Regions from separate parts of the Mus musculus genome. Here all the other regions are linked to region 3. The links are chromatin contacts, called in public HiChIP or PLAC-seq maps. All regions are on one chromosome and are shown on one strand. Each heading gives the region's core, a stretch centred on a gene start, on an enhancer-like site or on the middle of the called end of the contact. The rest is flanking DNA. Distances are from core to core; before and after follow the strand shown. Region 1 overlaps Tprg (transformation related protein 63 regulated). Region 2 has its middle 150 kb from the start of Tprg. Region 3 has its middle 99 kb from the start of Trp63.

Region 1 (2,700 bases), core at 86-2,585, 210 kb before region 3:
TACAGCCTCAAAGAAAACTGTTTCATTACTTCTCTACATTATTGACCTATAAATCCTTTTCTCCCAATCATAATATTTGTGTCAGAAAAATTCTGGAGATAGAGGGACCCATAGAGACTATATAAGACCCAGAAGGGCAAAGCAACTTAGGTAAAATTACAGTTACAGAGACATAAACAACTGTGGGGCCCTGACTACTCAGGAAAACTCAGGCTTGGATCACAAAGCAAAGTGGCTTCACATACTGACTCTTATTTCTTGTCAGCCAATTCTCATCAGTAAAGACGGAAATTAATAACAGCATTTCAGGGATGTTGGTCAGTGTAAGCAGGTACTCTATTGGAAAGCCTAGTGGTTTGCTCATATGCAGTCTCTTGAATTTGGTTTGGACTCTTGGTGAGATCATGTGTTTTACAGTTTACAGCACAGTTAACCCTCCCCACCTGGTACAAGAGTACAACTCAGCCCTTGGTGGGAAAACAGTGCAAACAGTCCCTTCAGAATGTCTTCACGTCATAGGCTAACCAAGTTATAGCATGCTTTTCCCATATGTAGTTTAAGCATCTATTATTATGTTTGGGATATGCTTTGGCTTGTATTGCCAAACCTGTATAATTAAGTGTTATATTATAGTGGGCTCCACAGCATTGGGCAACGAAATGAATTCTGGCCTTGTAATCAGCTGAATTTTGTGCCAACTCTACAAGGCACTAGCTCTGTGATTGTACACGAATTTCCTTTCGAATCCATAAAGTGACAGTTCAAAAAAAAGAAAAAGGGGATATGACCGATTTTCAGATCTCATTTGCGGGGATTTTCTTCTGGGAATGCATCGGAGACTCCTACTGTCTGTGTAAGGTTTCATGTTGACTGCTGAGATCACTCTTCTAATCAAATCCGCTCAATCGTGGATGATTAAGATGATTTCCCAACCGCAGACCTCTCCTGCTCAAAGTTCTCTCTTTAAATTTACTGCCAGAGCTCAGTGGAGTTCAGTAGCCAGCTCAGATGCTGACAGACCTGGGAGACAGTACCGCCTCCTACAGGAAGGTGGCGCGAGAGACTCTTCTCATAGATCAACCAGGAGGCTAATGGCCTGGAATGGAATACTCACAGAATCAGTAAACTGGTGACCATTCAAAGCAGACTTCCCTTTTCGGGCATCCGGACTGTTAGTTGTCCAGCCTCAGAGGACTTCTGGTAAAACAGAATTGACTTGGGGAAGACTTTGCTTGTCATGATTTTCCCTGAGTGAAGTGGAAGTCAGCTTCTCTAAGAGTCGCCCTCCTCCCCCTTCTCTTCCTTATCTCCATGGAGTTAGGAGTCAGCCCATTAATTCAGTATCTATTCAGTTCTTGCAGTGTGCCAAGCATGCCAGAGCTGAGCTCTGGGGAGCAATGTGTGAAGTATTCGTTTTTCCGGGGCAAACGGTGAGATTGGAGAAGTATTAAGTATACGGCGTGTGGCAAATGCTGATACTTGTGACCCAGGTGGCACAGAAGGAGTGAAGGGGGCTCACTCAGAGGAGGCTACAGGAAGGATTCTCCAAAGATCCAGAATTTGAAAAATGTTCACTCTCTCCTTCATTTCAGTCCTCCTTGAGCTGATTATCCTGGTAGACAGTGACAAAGAGCACATTCTGGGGGGGGGGGGGGGGGGTCACACGAAGACTGGGGACACGAGTTCTCAACCCAGGCTTATTACTATTGTCCCTGCACAAAGATGGATGGAGGAGACGATCGGAATAGGTTGTTCAGTCCTTGCTGTCTAATTGGTCTCCGTCTCTCTTTCTTTTCCCCACTGATTAGCCTAGAAAAAAAAATCGCTATCTTTCCTAAGTGTTGGCTTTCTTAAAGTTCAGTGTACCCCATCTTCCATGACATAGACCTTTATTGGGGGGCCCTTAGCTTGTGGTTGAAATGTTCACAGTTCTTAACTGGAAAACACTGTTGAGAAAAGCCACAAAAATTGTGAACGTGCCCAGGCATATTGGAAGCTGCCCCCAAGGTCTTTCCATTGACCAGCACAAAGACTATGACGAAGGTGCTGTCTGCCCACTCCTATGTGGAAATCGTGTTGTGTTTGTCTAGAAGCCAGAAGGAAAAAAAATATATGTTGAAAATGGCCTGATGACAGCCTATTTTGAGATACAGATGCCTTGCTACTTCAAATCCTTTCTTGCAAAAATTCTTATAGTTGAAAGGTTTTCATTGGTCTGAAGTCCAAGGAAATGAGCGTCCTTCCTTATCTAATTTAGCTAGACTGACAGTTTGCCTGTAGCTATTGGGAAACAGAGGGCTACTCACAGCCATTGGAGTGAAACCTCTGGGATATGGGATACAGTTCCTAAGTTTGGCCACAGAAATGATTTTTTTCTTTAAAAATGCCCCAGAATGTAATTATATGTCTTTAAACTGGATGCATTTCCAGATCAACATCACTGTGGACTTGGGGTGGGCAGTTCTATATTTATAGAAGTTAAGCTTTGTGAGACTGATCTTTTTTTATTTTTTAGAGGTTCTCATGTGTAAAATATAGAAGGTGTTCTTCATTGAGGCATGGAACCTGATAGTATCACGCAGACTTCACCAGGCCCAAGGTGTTGAGGGTGTCTCAACCGGCTGTCCACTCAGGAAAATACTTAAATGAACTTAAAATAAAAAAAGAAAAGATCTATTTTTAGCTCAGTTTTTATAGTTT
Region 2 (2,700 bases), core at 72-2,571, 140 kb before region 3:
GGATAGACCTTGAAATGATAAATCTGAAGGGGGCAAACCAGACCCAGAAAGACAAACATAGCATGCTCCTTTTCATATGTGTATGATCGCTTCAAATATTTAGATATATGAGAATAAATTGTAATAGAACATTTTGGGATACTAGAAGGATCCAAAGTTCTTCATTCTGTGTTGCCCGATACAGGGACTAGTAATCATGAAATATGGCAGGTTTAGATTTAGAAATTAAAATTATTATGTTGTAATTAATTTAAATAGACAAAACTGCTTATGTCTAGAGGTCATCAGAGTGAGCAGGATAGGTGTGAAGAAAGGAAGGGTAATGAGACCCTGAATGCTATCAATGAAGAGGGATTGCAGCATCTCTGATCATTTCTGGGAATGTTTAAGAAGATACAAGCATTTTTGAATTGCATGTTTTTGCCATATTTCATTCCATATTTAAGAAAAACAAATGCTAAGAAGAATTTGAGTTCAAAACCCCCAACTTTTCCACCCAAATCTGCTTTCAAGTCAGTATGTCATTAGAAAAGTTATTTTTCTTGTTCTTTTGTTTACATTAATAGCTGAAGCAGAAGTACAATACGATTTCTATGCATGCATTCATTCATATCAGATGTCATTTGTTGATTTACTCTCTGGGAGAATGCCTTAGTTTGTCTACATCTTAACTACATCCACCCCTTTCTCTTTTTATTTTTAGGTGTGTTTATATTCATTATAATGATATAATATGCTTTTATTTCTGTTTTTATCAACTTTATTTGCTATCATTTCCCTCGCTATAGAGATCCATCCCAGGGACATTAAATTAGAGTTTATCCTGTCCTGTTTACTTTTTGCCTTTTGGTTAGACATGTATTCACTCTTATGTTACCCAGACCATAAAGTGCTCCCTTGTGTTCTGAAGTTATGGTGTTTCCAGATTCTTTTAGAGTCTCTAAGTTTAAACCTGCCTGTGGAAGGAGGCAGGTGAGCATGGAATCATCTGCTCATTTTCTTTAGTTTTTTCTTATTTTCTATTATTATTATTATTATTATTATTGGTGGTGGTGGTGGTGGTGGTGGTGGTGGTATAAGGTGGTTCTCATCTTCTTGCCTGTGTAAAATTTGCTGTGTTTCTAAGATTTAGAACACATTTCGTTTTACTGTCAGTCTCCCAAAGATTCATGTTACCAACATGTCTTTCTTTTTTCAGTTGAAGGAAGCAGGATGCTGAGGAACAGGATAAACTGACCAAGGTCATATAAAGGAGGTGCTATAAAGCTGAGTCACTTCTATGTTATGATGACAAATTCCACAGATATGGTTTCAGTACGATTTTCTTAACCATTCAACTTTGCAAAAATGCTATGGGTTAGGTTTCTTATTTCATATTTACAATCCACACTGTGTGTTGCAGCAGAGAAATTTGAAGCTTGTGTGCTGTGACCACAGTTTCTTTCAAGGAACTCTAAAAATGCCTCCAAGGCATTAGGGTGCTTCATGAACCAAAGCTGACAAATGCTTTGCTACGGGTAAGGAACTATCTGACATTAAGCTAACATTTACCAAGCACTTATGTGCTGGCATCTGAGCTAGAATATTTCCTATGCATTATCTTGTTTTTATTCTCCCAACAACTCTCTAAATAGAATTAAATAGCTCAAGTTTCAATAATTCACCACTGTGATTGGGCTATGTCTTTCTTTAAAATGAGAGAGAATAATTTGAACATCAAACACACCCAAAGATAAAATGAATTTGGCAAAAGTAAAATGAGATTATGTAGGTAGTTTGGGTTTTGTGGGTATAGGCAGTATAGAAACATAGCTTGGTGAGCAATGTGTTTAGGCTGTGCTCCTGAAACCAGCAGTTAAATTCAACCAGGTGGACTGGTGTTAGGGAATGTTGCTCCTGTATAAATATGAAAAGATTCCCAGTGCTTTCTAAAATCACCAAGCTCCAAGGAAGACAGTGTTAGAGCACCTGAGTATGGGCTGCAAATACTTACAGCTCACATGGAAGCTTCCTGCCATTCCTAGACATTAATGTCTGTGGTCAAGCTCCCAATGGTTCAAACACGCTCACTTTTGACTATGGAATGGGCGATCATGTATTCACATGATATTTTTAAGAATAGAATTATCTTTCAAAAATAAGCATTTCCAGTTTTTAAAAGGAAGATTTATTTGTCAAGTTTCACTTAGTAGAATACATCTAAATGAAATTCACAATACAAGGTAAGGTTTAAATCAAAGCCTCAGAATTCCATACAAACAGCATGACCAAACTCCTAAAGTATTGGTGTCATGACTCAAAATTGTCCTGGATTTAAAAAACAAAAACAAAAACAAAACTGAAAAGTATACACTCACATACTGTACAGAATATGAAACCAAAAATCTAGAATTAACAAACAAGCCAGATGTTGTCACTTTGAATCAAAGACACAGCTCCTGTATTTGATTTTTACAGAAAAGCATGTTTTTTTAACATGTACCCCAAGTTTTCAGTGTATTGTGGTGTAAGAGCAACAACATCCAGTGTAAGTGAAACTGCTTTAAACTGAAGCATGCTTACAGCTTGAGTATACTCCTCCAACAGAAGTAACTTGAGGAAAGTTGAAAGTGGAGATGACAACACTGAACTTGTTAGCATATCCTAGAGGAATATTTTCAGAGATCGAAATTACTGAGCTTAAAGTTTGAAAACAATTAT
Region 3 (2,700 bases), core at 114-2,613:
TCTGGGTTCATAGCACTTCAAGCTGGGAAAGGTTCTATACCTAAATACAACTCAGTAGTCATATTTCACTATGCAAATATAAAAACCCCACCCCTGCTTCTCTAGAAAAGCCTGATGGCACTGACAGGAAACTTCTCCCAAAGCAAAGAAGGAAGCCTCTGTACCAAAGCCAAGTGAAGGTCATTGAAACCCAAGAAAACAGCTCTAGAAGGGCATTCAAACCCACCCCCCCCTCGACCCACAGAAGATCCACACATTACATACTTACTTTCTCGTTGCCCAAGACACTGCCACTCCAGAAGCATTCCTCTACAAGCATTCTCCCAAGAGAAACAAGTTTGCCCATTGTACCATCATTCAAGTTCCCAGTGACCTCCAAGTCAGCCAAGAAGCAGATAGAAGATGACATATTTGTGTCTAGTATGGATGCCAAACCCAACAAACACCAGATCAGACAGGGTTTGAAGAAATTCAATGACATTGATATGGTCAACTCAATCTGTTCATGTCTGATGGAAAGAGGGGGGCTGTATTTCAGCTGACTCCTGATTATGATGCTTTGTACGTTGACAACAAAATTTGGATCATCTAAACTGAGTCCAGCTGGCTACTTTTAAACATACATGCTTCATTGAAAAAAACAAAACCAAGCAAACAAACAAACAAAATATAGAAATTGAAGTAGTGGAATGTGAAGTCACCAAGATTTAAAAACTGTACATATCATATCCATAATCAACTTATGGTGAATCTTATTTTCCTAAAGGGCAGCTACTATCTTACGAGAAGCTTCTGTGTAAATAGCCCTTCTTGAAGAAAGGAGCCACATGCACTGTTCTTGCTTATAAATAACCCAGAGACTATGTTCCCAAACTCTGCTAATCAAAGCAATAAGGAAAGAGTTCTCAATCTTCATTCCAGGAGTGACTTGGACTCAATGTTCTTGAGAAAGAAAAGTAGATTCTCGCCTGCAGGCTCTTGTGTTTAACCCAGCTGCAGGGGAGCACGTGCAGATTTGAACTGCCCCACCCAGACTGGAGCAGCCAAGCTCCCTCAGAGCTCATACTTTGCAAGGAACGCTTCTGGGGGAAATCCTACAGAGCATAGCTTGGGCCCAAATAGTCCTACTAAGCTTCTGGCTATTCATTTGGGCACAGATGAAAATGTGCTCTGATGGTACAGGGAAGATTCCCGTGTTGGTCGTTAAACCCAAGCCACCCACGGATTTGAGGAAATATACATGATTATATAGTTTCATACTGAGCACTGAGATTTTTGAAATCCAGTTGCTTTGAGCCCCGTGATCTGCAGAAAGCAAACCCAGTCTTCTTCATGTCCCTGGGAGCACGAGTGCGGGTGTTTGCTTTGCATTAGCATGTCAAGCTGTGCATACCTTTCTGAGGCGAGGTCTGGGTGTAATGGGGTGTGTCCCGGAGGAAGTCAACGTTCAGAGATTTATTTTTTTTTGTGTGTGAGCTATTCACTTTAATTATACCCATGCTGTTCGCTCGCTTTTTATTATTACTCTTATTCACTTTCATATCCCCTTCCCTTGGCTAAACACACAGAAAAGATTCATTTATTATGTGAAGAGACTCAAATTTATGGAGCCCTTTTAGTTTGCAAGGAGGCTGGAGACTCCATTGTGAAAGCAGTGTCGCGATTCTCAGGGAACATGGGCTCTGATCTTGCCTCCAGCTCCGGACAAAGGCACCAAAGCAATGTTCAGGCACTAAAAACACATGCCACTGACTTGAGTGGTGGCAGATAAACCACGGCAGAAGAGGGGAGCTGGAGGCAGGCGCAAGACCAGAGGAATGTGACTAGCAGTGCATATGTCTCTGTTCAGTTCTAAATTGTTAAGCAGAATGACAGCACATGCATTGACATCCCGAGAACAGCAGCTGTCAAAACTGTCAGACAGCACGAGATTGATTCCCTTCAATTACTTGTTGAACCAAGAAGTTAGAGAGATGGCAAAGCTCCACGAGGTCATCTAACTTAAGTTTTTCTGCCTGGGAAAATTGCTTTGTCAAAAATCAATGTGTGAGGGCAAACTAGAGCTTTATTGTTATTTTGAGCTGACATAAAAGGTATGGTGGATCAGTATTCATCCATTCAACCCATCCTTTCACCAATTTGCCAATAGTCTTCCTACCCTGCACTCACTCCATGTCAGACTCTTTATGTCCTTAGGATACACAGATGCACTTAAGCACTAAATGATGGATACCGTCACTGGATAGCTATGTGCTGGGGTCTGATATGAAGCAATAGAAAGATGGCCACGACTCACAGGGTTGAAAGCAGACACTATGCCCAAAGATAAAGCTACTGCATCTTAAAAGATGAGCAAGGAGATGTTTCCAGTTCCTTTCTCAGACAATTGTTGCCCTCTTGTTGCCTTTAAACCAGTGCAGAGTTGCTAGCATCTCCCTCTCATTTTCCAGAGATAGAGCAACCCTGGAGAAGTAACCCAGCTTCGTCACAGCTACATAAGAAACCTGAGAATTTGTACATTTTAAATTTTCACACTTTCACTAAATCTAGAGAGAGTGGTGTAATCTACAGCTATATTCAGACAAGAGAGGGACCAGCAGAAGCCTTGACTTCAGGCACCACACAGCAAGATCCGCACCTTGACAGCCTTCCAGGTTTTAATCATGCTTTTTGAAGAACTGTAACATCTTTGAGTTGTTT

The links. HiChIP or PLAC-seq counts read pairs in DNA pulled down with a chosen protein or histone mark.
Region 1: a contact with region 3 is called in an HNF4G HiChIP or PLAC-seq map of pancreatic cancer cells. The contact joins two enhancer-like sites. A contact is called at or near these places in 1 of 39 promoter capture datasets (hippocampal neurons), 3 of 15 datasets of contacts at CTCF or cohesin (the NIH/3T3 cell line and pro-B cells), 20 of 484 Hi-C or Micro-C datasets (the C2C12 cell line, adipose-derived mesenchymal stem cells, bone marrow-derived dendritic cells and 13 more), 5 of 115 datasets of contacts at active chromatin or transcription factors (a colorectal cancer cell line, embryonic fibroblasts, embryonic stem cells and 2 more) and 1 of 9 other capture datasets (embryonic stem cells).
Region 2: a FOXA1 HiChIP or PLAC-seq map of pancreatic cancer cells shows a contact between it and region 3. The contact joins two enhancer-like sites. A contact is called at or near these places in 1 of 15 datasets of contacts at CTCF or cohesin (the NIH/3T3 cell line), 1 of 484 Hi-C or Micro-C datasets (myocytes) and 1 of 115 datasets of contacts at active chromatin or transcription factors (pancreatic cancer cells).

Annotation. Positions count from the first base shown.
Region 1 is chr16:25,375,831-25,378,530 of GRCm38.p6, forward strand. The region is part of intron 4 of Tprg (transformation related protein 63 regulated); the gene reads left to right. Among named protein-coding and RNA genes, the nearest start is that of Tprg, 90 kb to the left of the region's middle. Within about 2 kb of position 1,336, at least 33 of the 459 cell types and tissues checked have an H3K27ac peak or open chromatin away from gene starts, as enhancers often do. A contact at or near this core is called in a colorectal cancer cell line, embryonic stem cells and pancreatic cancer cells, where this site is marked.
Region 2 is chr16:25,438,865-25,441,564 of GRCm38.p6, forward strand. No RefSeq gene overlaps it. Among named protein-coding and RNA genes, the nearest start is that of Tprg, 150 kb to the left of the region's middle. Within about 2 kb of position 1,322, at least 27 of the 459 cell types and tissues checked have an H3K27ac peak or open chromatin away from gene starts, as enhancers often do. A contact at or near this core is called in pancreatic cancer cells, where this site is marked.
Region 3 is chr16:25,583,503-25,586,202 of GRCm38.p6, forward strand. No RefSeq gene overlaps it. Among named protein-coding and RNA genes, the nearest start is that of Trp63, 99 kb to the right of the region's middle. Within about 2 kb of position 1,364, at least 37 of the 459 cell types and tissues checked have an H3K27ac peak or open chromatin away from gene starts, as enhancers often do. A contact at or near this core is called in a colorectal cancer cell line, embryonic stem cells and pancreatic cancer cells, where this site is marked.